3 separate regions of the Mus musculus genome follow, and regions 2 and 3 are each linked to region 1. A link is a contact called in public HiChIP or PLAC-seq data. All regions are on one chromosome and are shown on one strand. Each heading gives the region's core, a stretch centred on a gene start, on an enhancer-like site or on the middle of the called end of the contact. The rest is flanking DNA. Distances are from core to core; before and after follow the strand shown.

The links. HiChIP or PLAC-seq counts read pairs in DNA pulled down with a chosen protein or histone mark.
Region 2: a contact with region 1 is called in an H3K27ac HiChIP or PLAC-seq map of embryonic stem cells, with 22 read pairs. The contact joins two enhancer-like sites. A contact is called at or near these places in 2 of 484 Hi-C or Micro-C datasets (embryonic stem cells and nephron progenitors) and 3 of 115 datasets of contacts at active chromatin or transcription factors (all in embryonic stem cells).
Region 3: a contact with region 1 is called in an H3K27ac HiChIP or PLAC-seq map of embryonic stem cells, with 18 read pairs. The contact joins two enhancer-like sites. A contact is called at or near these places in 4 of 484 Hi-C or Micro-C datasets (embryonic stem cells, liver and nephron progenitors) and 5 of 115 datasets of contacts at active chromatin or transcription factors (cardiomyocytes and embryonic stem cells).

What each region holds. Positions count from the first base shown.
Region 1 is chr14:12,111,550-12,115,350 of GRCm38.p6, forward strand. All of the region lies in intron 7 of Ptprg (protein tyrosine phosphatase, receptor type, G), which reads left to right. Among named protein-coding and RNA genes, the nearest start is that of 3830406C13Rik, 170 kb to the right of the region's middle. Within about 2 kb of position 2,187, at least 27 of the 459 cell types and tissues checked have an H3K27ac peak or open chromatin away from gene starts, as enhancers often do. A contact at or near this core is called in embryonic stem cells, where this site is marked.
Region 2 is chr14:11,901,137-11,904,937 of GRCm38.p6, forward strand. The region is part of intron 2 of Ptprg (protein tyrosine phosphatase, receptor type, G); the gene reads left to right. Among named protein-coding and RNA genes, the nearest start is that of Gm52128, 330 kb to the left of the region's middle. Within about 2 kb of position 1,810, at least 9 of the 459 cell types and tissues checked have an H3K27ac peak or open chromatin away from gene starts, as enhancers often do. A contact at or near this core is called in embryonic stem cells, where this site is marked.
Region 3 is chr14:11,961,777-11,965,577 of GRCm38.p6, forward strand. Ptprg (protein tyrosine phosphatase, receptor type, G) reads left to right here. Exons shown (of 30, transcript NM_008981.3): 4 at 798-946. Among named protein-coding and RNA genes, the nearest start is that of 3830406C13Rik, 320 kb to the right of the region's middle. Within about 2 kb of position 2,070, at least 13 of the 459 cell types and tissues checked have an H3K27ac peak or open chromatin away from gene starts, as enhancers often do. A contact at or near this core is called in embryonic stem cells, where this site is marked.

The DNA.
Region 1 (3,801 bases), core at 937-3,436:
GGCCCACACAGGGCATCAGGGTATGGACGGAGGCATTGGGTGCTGTACGGGGACCCGCAGTTTTCATATAAGATCACAAACCAAGTGTTTCTAACCCACTGCTGCCCTCCTTTCTTCTGACTTGGGTCTGAGATGGCCTCCTTGAAAGGTAGGATTCAGGCCAAGCAGTTAATCACAGGAAGAAACTGGTAAAACTGGAGTGGTATTGGTACCCTGGCTGAGGAGTCAGCCACTTGTGGCCTGAGGGCCCTTCAGCTGCCCCCTGAGCAGTGACAGAATAAAGGAGCACGTTTTGGAAAGTACACGTTCTTTATCAAGAGTTCAGCCTACAGACTGTAAAGGAGTTAGTGGGAAAGCCGATTGCAGCTACACCTAATGACATGAGTTCAGTCCCCAGGGTCCATGTGATGAAAGGAGAGAAGCAACTCCCACACACTGGCCACTGCCTCCACATGCACAGCCCTTCAGAGTAAACAAGTAAATGTAATCTTAAAAAAGACCTCGGCTTGCACTGGGAAAAAATAGTAAGAGGCCTTATGTGTAGGGCCAAGAGCAATGGATAAGATAGAAAGATACTAGGAAGGAGCCACTAACCAGCACTATCTGAAGTGAGGGATTCCTGTAAGGCTCTTCTGTTTATATGGCCCCTTCCCTACCCAGCCAAACTTACAGCTTTAGGAAACAGTGGGGGGGGGGGAGTTCTAGAATAGAGTAACAATACCAGTACTTAACTAAGAACATAGGTAATAAAGCTTTGATCTTGGGGGATGGTCCAGAGATTCTCCTAAGCAAGGCAGAGGGTAGAGAATAGGGAGTAGTCAGTCAGATGATGCTCTGCTTGGACATTGTCGTGGCTACAGCAAACAGAGATGACCACTTCAGTACATCCAAGCAGACAGTGTACCTGGAGAAGCAATAGTCAGGGTGTTTCAAGGTGAGGCTGTGTGAGCCTTCCTGCACTGGACTGACTTCTAACTAGACAGTGAAGCCTGGTGTTTCATCTGTCTTGCATCCAGAGGTCTCTCCAATCAGAAAGCTTCTTACATGGCTTTGGAACTGACCTTGTACTCTGGCAGAGCTCAGCTCCCTGCTTGTTTGGTCTGGTTCCATGGTCCACTATGATCGCACTAGTCCTAGTTGACCCTTGAGGTCAAGAGCTGTCAATAGCTGGCTAAAGCCAGTTCTTCTATCAAGAAAGGATTCCTGAAGATGTTTCTGAGAACTCAGCCAACCAAAGTCTGGCCTTGTGTCACATGCCCATCCTTAAACAAATCAGAGGAGATGCTGAGTAGTGCCCAAAGACATCCAGTGTTGACCTTTCTCGGGTTACATGGAGCAGGAACTGTAGAAGGAGACCAGGCAGGGCAGCCCTTTATCCTCTGGGCAAAGCTAGGTGGCATGGTGCCAGGCTATTCTGAATTTTTCTGCTGAGAGCAGTCATTTTCCTTTGAGCATGTTTTTCTTTTTAATTCACACTCTGACAGAAAAGGTAGGGCTAGCAATTTGGTTCCTGAACAGGATCTGCCAGCTGTGAGGAGAAAATGAAATAGAGACGAATTTTCTTCCTAATGGCGAAGCCAACATTGTTTTGTTTTTAAAGAAATTAGTCCAAATATTTATTTCTGTAGGGTTGAGGAAAAAGTGTAGTTGATTTTCAAAAGGGTTCTTTTTTTTTACTTAAGATAAATGCTTCTGTCTTCAAATATTTAAATGCTTGAGCTATTGAAATTAAGATTTGCCCACTTTTTTTTTTCTTCTTCTTCTTGTAGTGAGGGGTGGACGTTGGCGAGCTCAGGGATTTGAAGGCCATCAACATACTGTGTTGTTTTGGCAGCTACAGCTATCTAATAGACTCCAATAAAACACACACTTTCGAGGAGTGGATGTCTGCAGAAGTGTTTGTGGATTCCAAGCATTTTGACATTTGGAAACTGGAGCTTTTAGAAAGTGCTTTGTCATGCCTTTGTGCTTGTCAGCGCTCTAGAGCAAGGACACAAGGAGAAGAATGCAGGTGTTTGCCTTCCCTGGAAGGGACCAAACAGAGAAAAAGAACCCCGACTTGCTTTCTAATTCATTACAAGCTGCCTGCAGAGGGCTGCACTTTTATCAGACCCTGCACCCTACATTGCTGTTTATTCCCAGGGAAGGGACAGGTTCCTGTTTCTGTGGCTTCACTGGCTCCTTGCTAGCCATCGTACAGAGGCCGCAGTTGCATCACACACACACCCCGCCACACACAGACACCACACCCCAGGAGAAAAGTGTCCATCTATGTATTAATGCTTCAAAACTTCAGATTCCAGTGTTCTTTCTGAAGCTAGCAGAGAGCACTGATTTCAGGGGCACAAGGGCCAATTTGGAAAAGCTGAGTGGTTAGGAATTCCACAACTGCCTCTGTCAGAAAAAAAACAGCCCAGTATTTCAGGTCCTGGTCCGCTGTTTCTCAGAAGCCTCCCTCTCTTATCTTTTCTCTCATCAGTAAGGGCAAGCAGTGAGCAAGTGAGGTCTCTGTAAGTTGTGCCGATCAACCCAGTCGTCGGAGCTGGGGAGATGGATTTCCTTAAAGGCTTTCAGGGCACACAAGCAGGTTCTTAACTTGCCTCTTTTACTCTTCCCTGTGAACCTACACTGGCATTCTAACCAGCTCTTAGCCAGTGACCTTGGCCTCTCTCTTGTATGATAATGTAGATTCAAATGTGTTCAGTTTGGGTGGAGTCTAGACACCTGGGCTGACCAGTAGTCAGTATAGGTTATGAGACTCCAGTCGACATCCATCGTAAATACTAGGCAAAGCCATGGGCCTGGGAAGAAATGTGATTCAACAGTAAAAACACTCGCTGCACAAGCATGAGAATCAAAGTTTGCATCTCTGGAAACAAAAATACTGAGTGAGTGCAGTGGCCCGCTTGTAATTAGCAACCATGTAAGGCTGGAACAGGCCGTCCTCAGGCAAGCTGGTCCTCAAAACTAGCTATACTTGGGGTTTGACTGAGGGAGATTGTCCTGGTGAGTATGATGCAAAGAGATAGAGAATGATCAATGCCTGACATCAGCCTCAGATTCCCCAGTGAGTGGGTATGCACACACGCACACACACACACACACACACACACACACACACATCAGGGGATAAGAGGAGAGAAAATGGGAAATAAAATGCTGCCATCTCCTTATCATCCATACAGAATTGCAGCCTGGGTCTGGCAGTACCAAGGAATGGAAGTAGTGCCTGGAGTCAGGTGTCTGCAGTCTTTCCTTAAGCGTCCATACATATGTATATCTTGTTCAGCACTTTCTCTGGAGCTGAGTCCAGAAGGCATTATTCTAATGTGGATTCAGTTCATCCTGCAGGAGAATTTTACAAACGCTGCTTCTTTGCCCATTGTCACCACTGGAGTGGATCCTCCTATCCATTAAAATGCGGCATTACCTATGGTTTTTCTCCAGCATGATCTTGTCTTAATAGTTAAATTTTATATGTGTGGGTATTTTGCCTACACATATGTCTCTGTACTAGACGAACAGGATTCCTAGTACCTGGGAAAACCAGAAGATGGCAATGAATCTCCTCGAACTGGAGTTACAGACTAGAATGAGACACTGGGTGTGCTCGGAATTGAACTCAGGACCTCTGTAAGGGTGATGAGTGCTCTTAACCACTGAGCCATCCCTCCAGCCCTTTACCATGAGTATAATTTTTGGGTGTATGCTCTCCACTATGCAGCAATATACCGATTTATGCAATAAATCTAAATGTCTTAATTAGTCTGCTTTGAACATTTGGTTTTATTATTATTATTA
Region 2 (3,801 bases), core at 560-3,059, 210 kb before region 1:
GTGGAGGGGCCTAAGCAAGAGTCATCGCATGCATCCCAGGGGTCACCCCCTGTATCACCTTTCTTCTGGTTATGACAGTCAAACCTCTCAGACATAGTCTAAATGTTCCATGGAAATCACACCCAGGTGAGTCCTGCTGATGCCCCACTTTCACATGATTGTGACCTCGTAATTGGACTGTGTCCTACGTCTCAGTACTGAGGTAGTTTATTTCCTACCCTTCATCCCACTCTCGATGCTCAGGAGCATGTGAGTTTGGTAAGCATCTGGGGATGCTTATAGACTGAGGTGAACTTAAGTCCCCTTCTCAGCTCGCACAACTCTGCAGCCCCTTCACAGTCTGAAGCTCCTTTTTCCACTGGACCAGAGAGCTTCATGCAATGCAGCAATCAGACGGTGAGTGTGAGAGTAGTCAGTTCTCCAGGGACAGGCTAGAAAAGTCGTCAGTCTCTGCCTTGTCAAAGTACGGCATTCGTGTTTTAATAGTCATGTGTTTTATTTAATGAATATTTCTCCTGCTTGTATGTATGTGCACCATTTACATGCAGTGCCTGCAGTGGTCAGAAGAGGGAAGAAGAACATCTGAAACTAGAATTACAGTAGGTTTGAGACCCCACCCCCACATGGGTGCTGCAAACTGAACCCTGGTCCTTTTTGCATGAACAGCAAGAGCTCTTAACAACTGAGCCTTTTCTCCATCCACTCAAAGGACAATCTTAAGAAAGACTTGGCTCTGTGTGTGTATGTGTGCTTGTGTTAGTTTTGAATATCCTCACAGTCTAACATTGATGCACATCTTTCAAGCTGATTATTCAGTGGTTTTGGGACTCCAAAGATCTGGCATCCAAACCAGCTGGCTTCTCCCTTGTTACCCAGGCTGCTCTACACAGCACCGGTGGTGTCGCATAAGTCCTTGAAGGCTTTGCTGAGAATGAATGAAAACTCGCCTGACCTATCCTGCAGGCCTATATATATATATATATATATAGTACTGCAGCACCTGCTGTGGACAACGCTGGGGCGAACCAGGTTTGTAGGGGCCTAAAATTTACTGTCTAGCCTAACCTGCGTTCAAAATAGTGGGCCATACTCCTGCCTCAGCTTCCCGAGTCCTAAGATGACGACAGGCCTGCAAGCAAATACGTGTCATGACTAGCATACTTAAACATAGAACCAGGGCCTCTTTAATGTACAGGGCCTCTTTAATGCAGTAGATTTTTTTGACTCTTCCTGAAAAGATCTTAGGCTCCTGCTGTCATTGAAAGTCCTTAAACAGAAAACAAAACAAAACAAAACAAAACCAAAACAGAATATCAGAGCAGCTGGAAGATTTTGTGTGAACTCACCTAAGCCAGAAAAGATAGGCCTACAAATCATGAAATTGGATTTCAGCAAACACATGGGTTTTTTCTGCATGTTGATGCACACAAGCATTTGGTACCTCTGTCACACTGCTTCTGTGGATTTGTAGCTTCATCAAAGGCTGTTAGAGCGCACTCAGTGTTTGCATAGGCCCTTTCTGTGAATTGTGAATGACGTAGGACTGAGGGCATTATCCATGAGGACAGGCAGAGCAAGCTGTATTATTAATTACATTCTTGGTGCTCTGATAAAATACACCGAGCTTTAAGAACTAGAGTTTCGGTTGGTTCCCAGTTTGAGGGCACAAAGTCAGCCCATTCTGGTAGGGAGGGGCCCAAATCTGCTCCTAGTGTTGAGCTTGAATTGGGAAGCAGAGCAGAGAATGCAGGCTCACAGTTTACACTGCCTTCTTGATCTTTTTAATTCGGCCTGGGTGGGTCTTCCCTTAAGCCTCTCTGGAATGCTCTCACATATATACCCAAAAGGTTGCCCACTAGGTCATTCTAAAAGGCAGATTGAGTATCACAGCTGGATACATGGTTGCCTTTCTTGCCCCTTAGGGAAGAGAACTGAACAGATCTTATTAACCATCACTGTTGGAATGTACGTGTCTCCATCCAGCCCAGGCTTCTTGGTTGATATATTTACTGCTTAATTGATTTGTTTATTTCTGTATTTGCTGGTGCATTTTTCACTTTTGTTTCTGTTTGTATCACATGGAAACCATATTGAACTTGATAACTTGGATACACTAGGTGCCAGCAGGAGGTAGGTGTCTTTTATCTGCTTCTCCTGGTCTCAGTGGTGATTCAGTCCTGCATTCATACCACAGAGAATAGTAAACTCTATCACATATATGACCAGGGAAGTGTTCTGCAGAGGACTTGATGGTTGTCAGAAGTGGCAAAAAGAGCACACACTTTGAATTTGGTCGATAAACACAGTTCATTCTTGTCACACCCATGAGGTTTCCCATGGTTCATAGCGAGGGCCTGCGTTCATTGGAAGCTTGTGTTAGACTTTAAGAAAAGGGAAGCTCATTAAAAGTGCCTGTTGGTTTTGGGCTAATATCCACTTATCAGTGAGTACATATTGTGTGAGTTCCTTTGTGAATGTGTTACCTCACTCAGGATGATGCCCTCCAGGTCCATCCATTTGGCCAGGAATTTCATAAATTCATTCTTTTTAATAGCTGAGTAGTACTCCATTGTGTAGATGTACCACATCTTCTGTATCCATTCCTCTGTTGAGGGGCATCTGGGTTCCTTCCAGCTTCTGGCTATTATAAATAAGGCTGCTATGAACATAGTGGAGCATGTGTCCTTCTTACCAGTTGGGGCATCTTCTGGATATATGCCCAGGAGAGGTATTGCTGGATCCTCCGGTAGTACTATATCCAGTTTTCTGAGGAACCGCCAGACTGATCTCCAGAGTGGTTGTACAAGCCTGCAATCCCACCAACAATGGAGGAGTGTTCCTCTTTCTCCACATCCTCGCCAGCATCTGCTGTCACCTGAATTTTTGATCTTAGCCATTCTGACTGGTGTGAGGTGGAATCTCAGGGTTAGCCCAAAACCTAAGATACCCAAGATATAAGATACAATTTCCTAAACACATGAAACTCAAGAAAAATGAAGACTGAAGTGTGAACACTATGCCCCTCCTTAGAAGTGGGAGCAAAACACCCTTGGAAGGAGTTACAGAGACAAAGTTTGGAGTTGAGATAAAAGGATGGACCATGTAGACACTACCATATCCGGGGATCCATCCCATAATCAGCTTCCAAATGCGGACACCATTGCATACACTAGCAAGATTATGCTGAAAGGACCCTGATATAGCTGTCTCTTGTCAGAGTATGCCTGGGCCTAGCAAACATAGAAGTGGATGCTCACAGTCGGCTATTGGATGGATCACATGGCCCCCAATGAAGGAGCTAGAGAAAGTACCAAAGAAGCTAAAGGGATCTGCAACCCTATAGGTGGAACAACATTATGAACTAACCAGTACCCCGGAGCTCTTGACTCTAGCTGCATATGCATCAAAAGATGGCCTAGTCGGCCATCACTGGAAAGAGAGGCCCATTGGACACGCAAACTTTATATGCCCCAGTACAGGGGAACGCCAGGGCCATAAAAGGGGAGTGGGTGGGTAGGGGAGAAGGGGTGGGTGGCTATGGGGGACTTTTGGTATAGCATTGCAAATGTAAATGAGCGAAATACCTAATAAAAAATGGAAAAAAAAAAAAAAAAAAAAAAAAAAAAAAAAAAAAAGTGCCTGTTGGGATTGTTGACCTGTGAGTGTGCTCCCGCCTTCAGAAGACATCCTTTGGTACCTGTGCATGGCCGAGAGTATGTTGCAAACCAGATGGGACACACCCACAGGTTGGCATAGCTGAGGCATGAGGTACCGCGGCTATAGATTCAGCCATCTTGATTT
Region 3 (3,801 bases), core at 820-3,319, 150 kb before region 1:
AGCTTCAAGAACCAGTGTTTCAGAAGTATCTTGCTTTCTGGAAATATCTCCATTTTCTCCTATATATTAAATGGGATGTCTCAGTCTTAAAATTATTGTGGTGACTCTTTGCCACAATAGGGAGATGTAACCAAATTTCTGTCTCCCTCCTTCAAGGACACAAGTGACAAACCAAAATCAATCCTACCAGAGGCCAAATTGGGGAATTGGGGCATTTATTAGGCTTCTTTACAAAGCATGGGGGATTGGTTACTTGAAGGATTGTGAGCAACCTCCACGTGTCTACATGGTGACTTTTCACAACTGTGCACAGCTGTAATTCCCACTTCCGTTACTCTTGAATTCACTGTGCTCTAGTACCTTTTGAGACCAGGGAGTCATGCGTCATTGGGGCTGAATGACATACCATACAGGTTGCTGGCTCAGAAAGGATAGACTGGGATCATGAAGTCCAATGATCCTCCCCTCCCTCTTCTTCCCCAGTGGCCTGCAAACCCAACGTCTGGAGTCTCTTGTAAGCAGTCACAGCTTACAAGAGACTCCAGAAGTGGTGATGAAGGTGGCTCTGTAAGGCTCATAACAAGAACCAATCAGTGCTCCAGGAGCCCGCTATAGCACCACCTTATTTACTGAAACCACTGGTTTTGACCTGTATTATAGGAATGTGAGAAAGTGATCCACACCTTGGCAATCATGAACTTGACTGAAAGAATCAACGAACAAAAACAAAACAGCAAAACTTAACGTTTGTGTTTGAAACTCACTTTTCTTTCCTTCTCTTCCTTCCCATTTGACAGTTGCCATCCTGCTGAAAGACGATTATTTTGTGAGTGGTGCCGGACTGCCGGGCAGATTCAAAGCTGAGAAGGTGGAGTTTCACTGGGGCCACAGCAATGGCTCCGCTGGCTCAGAGCATAGTGTCAATGGCCGGAGGTTTCCTGTGGAGGTGAGAAAAACTGGGGATCACGGGGATTCTTGTTGTTGGAGGCTGTGTCCTTACCTCAGTCATTCTGCAGGCTAAATGGACGTTCCCTGCATTCCTCTCAGGAAACCCTATGTGGAGAGCACAGCAAAGAGCTTCCCACAGTCTCTTCTTTGCTATAGAGGAAAGCCGTAAAGTGTCCACAGGCACTCTGACTTTTGCCTGCTTAGGGATCCTTCATTCCCTTTGACACAGTCTCTCTTTTCAATCTGCTTCTCAGGCCCTCTTTTCTGTGAAGGTGACATTTTATGTGATGCTTAGAGACTTTCTTGTCACTCTTTAGAAAATGAAAAGGCTGGTGATATGGAAAGAAGTCTCAGAATCTTCTCTGAGGTGTGACCTTCTTTGAAGAGTTTGTTTTGGGTTTTGGTCCCTTCCAGCTGGATGTGACTATTGATGGTCTGAGCCACTGTCATCTTTTCTTAGAACTGATGGTAACTCTATTTCATTCCTCAAGCATTGTGAGGCCATCTTTTCACAAAGCCAGGCTGGCAATCGGAAGGCCATGGTACTGATATATAGAATTGACAAAGGAGTCCTGTGGAAACCATACCTTCATTAGTATCACCTGGCATATGACATGTATTGTGAGCCCCTTTTGCTTTATTCGTGTGTTTTAGTTTTATTCTGTTAGGATAACCCGTGCTGATTGGCTAGATGCCTATATGCTAAGCCTGACTGGTTTGTGGCCGATCTCAGTAGATATGCAGGTAGTCTTTGGTTGGATAAAACAGGGAGTCCCTAGGGAATGCTGGACTGTTCTAACCACAGAATCAGATAACAGTATCATTTCAGCAACAAATGTTTCTCAGTTTGTGTCCTGCTTTGATAGTCTGATAAATGTTTGGGATCCTCTTCATAATGAAAATACATGTATTTCACATGTATGTATGACGTACAGAGCATTAGGTCTATTACCTAGCTCTTGCAGCCTGTTGATGACCCTTGTGTGAGAACTCATGTAAGTTGGAACAGGCGCTGGTATCTCTGCTCTGGAGTGCTTTTGAACTCAATGGGACAGTCTTTCCGCCTCAGCATTTCCGCCTGTACTCTCACGACACAGACCACTTTAGATCCAAGAATGTGTGGAGCTTTTACCCCAGCAGTGTGCTGAAAGTTCCATGCACGGCTCTGCCTGTCTGTTCCTTCCCGCACTACCTCTGTGTGGAGATTATGTAGATCCTGCAGACAGCCTCACTGCTACCAGACTGCTGCAGAAGAACCTCAATTGGGCCCTCGATCTGCAGGAAAATGGGGTTCCGGTGGTTATAGGCGGGCAAGGAATTGGCGAGAAGGGGGTGACAAACAAATATGAACACAAGGGAGTGTGGTATCTGAATGTAATTGTCGAAGTCCGTCTTTTATATTACAGGAAACAAAGAAATTAAGTGATACATTAAGGCCATTCAAGGTACATTGAAGTTATCTGATGCAAAATTACTTTTACTACAAAACAGAGGAGTGCGTACTTAAAAGCTAATGGGGGGCTGGTGAGATGGCTCAGTGGGTAAGAGCACCCGACTGCTCTTCCGAAGGTCCAGAGTTCAAATTCCAGCAACCACATGGTGGCTCACAACCATCTGTAACAAAATCTGACGCCCTCTTCTGGTGTGTCTGAAGACAGCTACAGTGTACTTACATGTAATAAATAAATAAATCTTTAAAAAAAAAAAAAAAGCTAATGGGAACCAACTGGGATAAAATCAGTGTTAACAATTGGGATCCATAGTAACCCCACCTAAGGTGGGGTTAATTTTAGAAGCCAGGGGCAAGGGCTTCACACCCTTGCCATTGTTCCTACTCTAGTCTATTGTATACTCCACCTTCCCCCTAGGCCATTGTAAATACCTGTGTATGGGTGTAACTCAGCTATCTATAGTTCTAAGTTTTTACTCTAGTTCCTTCTTAGACCACAACCTTCCTTCTTCCTAGATAATTGTAAATTCTTGCATATGAGAGTAGCTCAGCTATTATTCTAAGTGATTGTGTGTGTGTTGGGGGGGGGGGCTTTCTACTAATAAGTAATGTAGTCTGCCATCCATGACTATAATGAAGATTCTAAGTATACTTTGCTAAGCTTGCCCTGAGATTTCTAACTCTTATCCAGTAAAATATTTTAAGAAAGCGTGCAAGACCCCCCACACTATCCCAGGGACAAATCTGGGTCATTCTAGCCAAATTTCCAGGAGACTAAGTTTTCGTGAACTTTTCATCTCAGGACTGCGTCCAGGTTTTTGGGGCCTGTCATGCGTGTCACTACTGGAGTGGTTGTAGCACCGGACAACCTCTACTTCCATCACAAGTTTCTGCCTGTGAGACTCCGGATACCCCTATTCATTATTAGTTTTCTGATATAGCTCACAGACCTTAGTCACATCCACATCTCCCAAGTTTGTTGCAATGGATATTTGAAAGGTTCCAGACAATGTAATTAGAGAAGAGGAAACGTGATTAGGTCTGGAGATCCTGGGTACAGGAGCTTGTGAGGTTCCCACAAGTCAGTTCTTACTCATTTAAGTGTGGACTGTGGAAGCATGTACAGTAATGTCTGGGCTAGTGCTGGTAGCTGGGGCAGGGCAGCTTACTCAGACCTGTTCCTTCAAATTCTTTTGGGCTTGGGCTGGCTGTAGCATTTTTTTCCCTGTATAGAGAGCAGGTGGTAAGGCTAGTTACACTATCAGACAAAGTAACACAAATCATTTCTTTATAGGCAATCCCAAGACACAATGTTGGGGCAGGGTGGTGTTTCTGAACTGGCCTTACGGACAGTTTATTTTCTCTTGAGAAGGATTCTCTAGTTTCTTGAAGGATCAGACGAC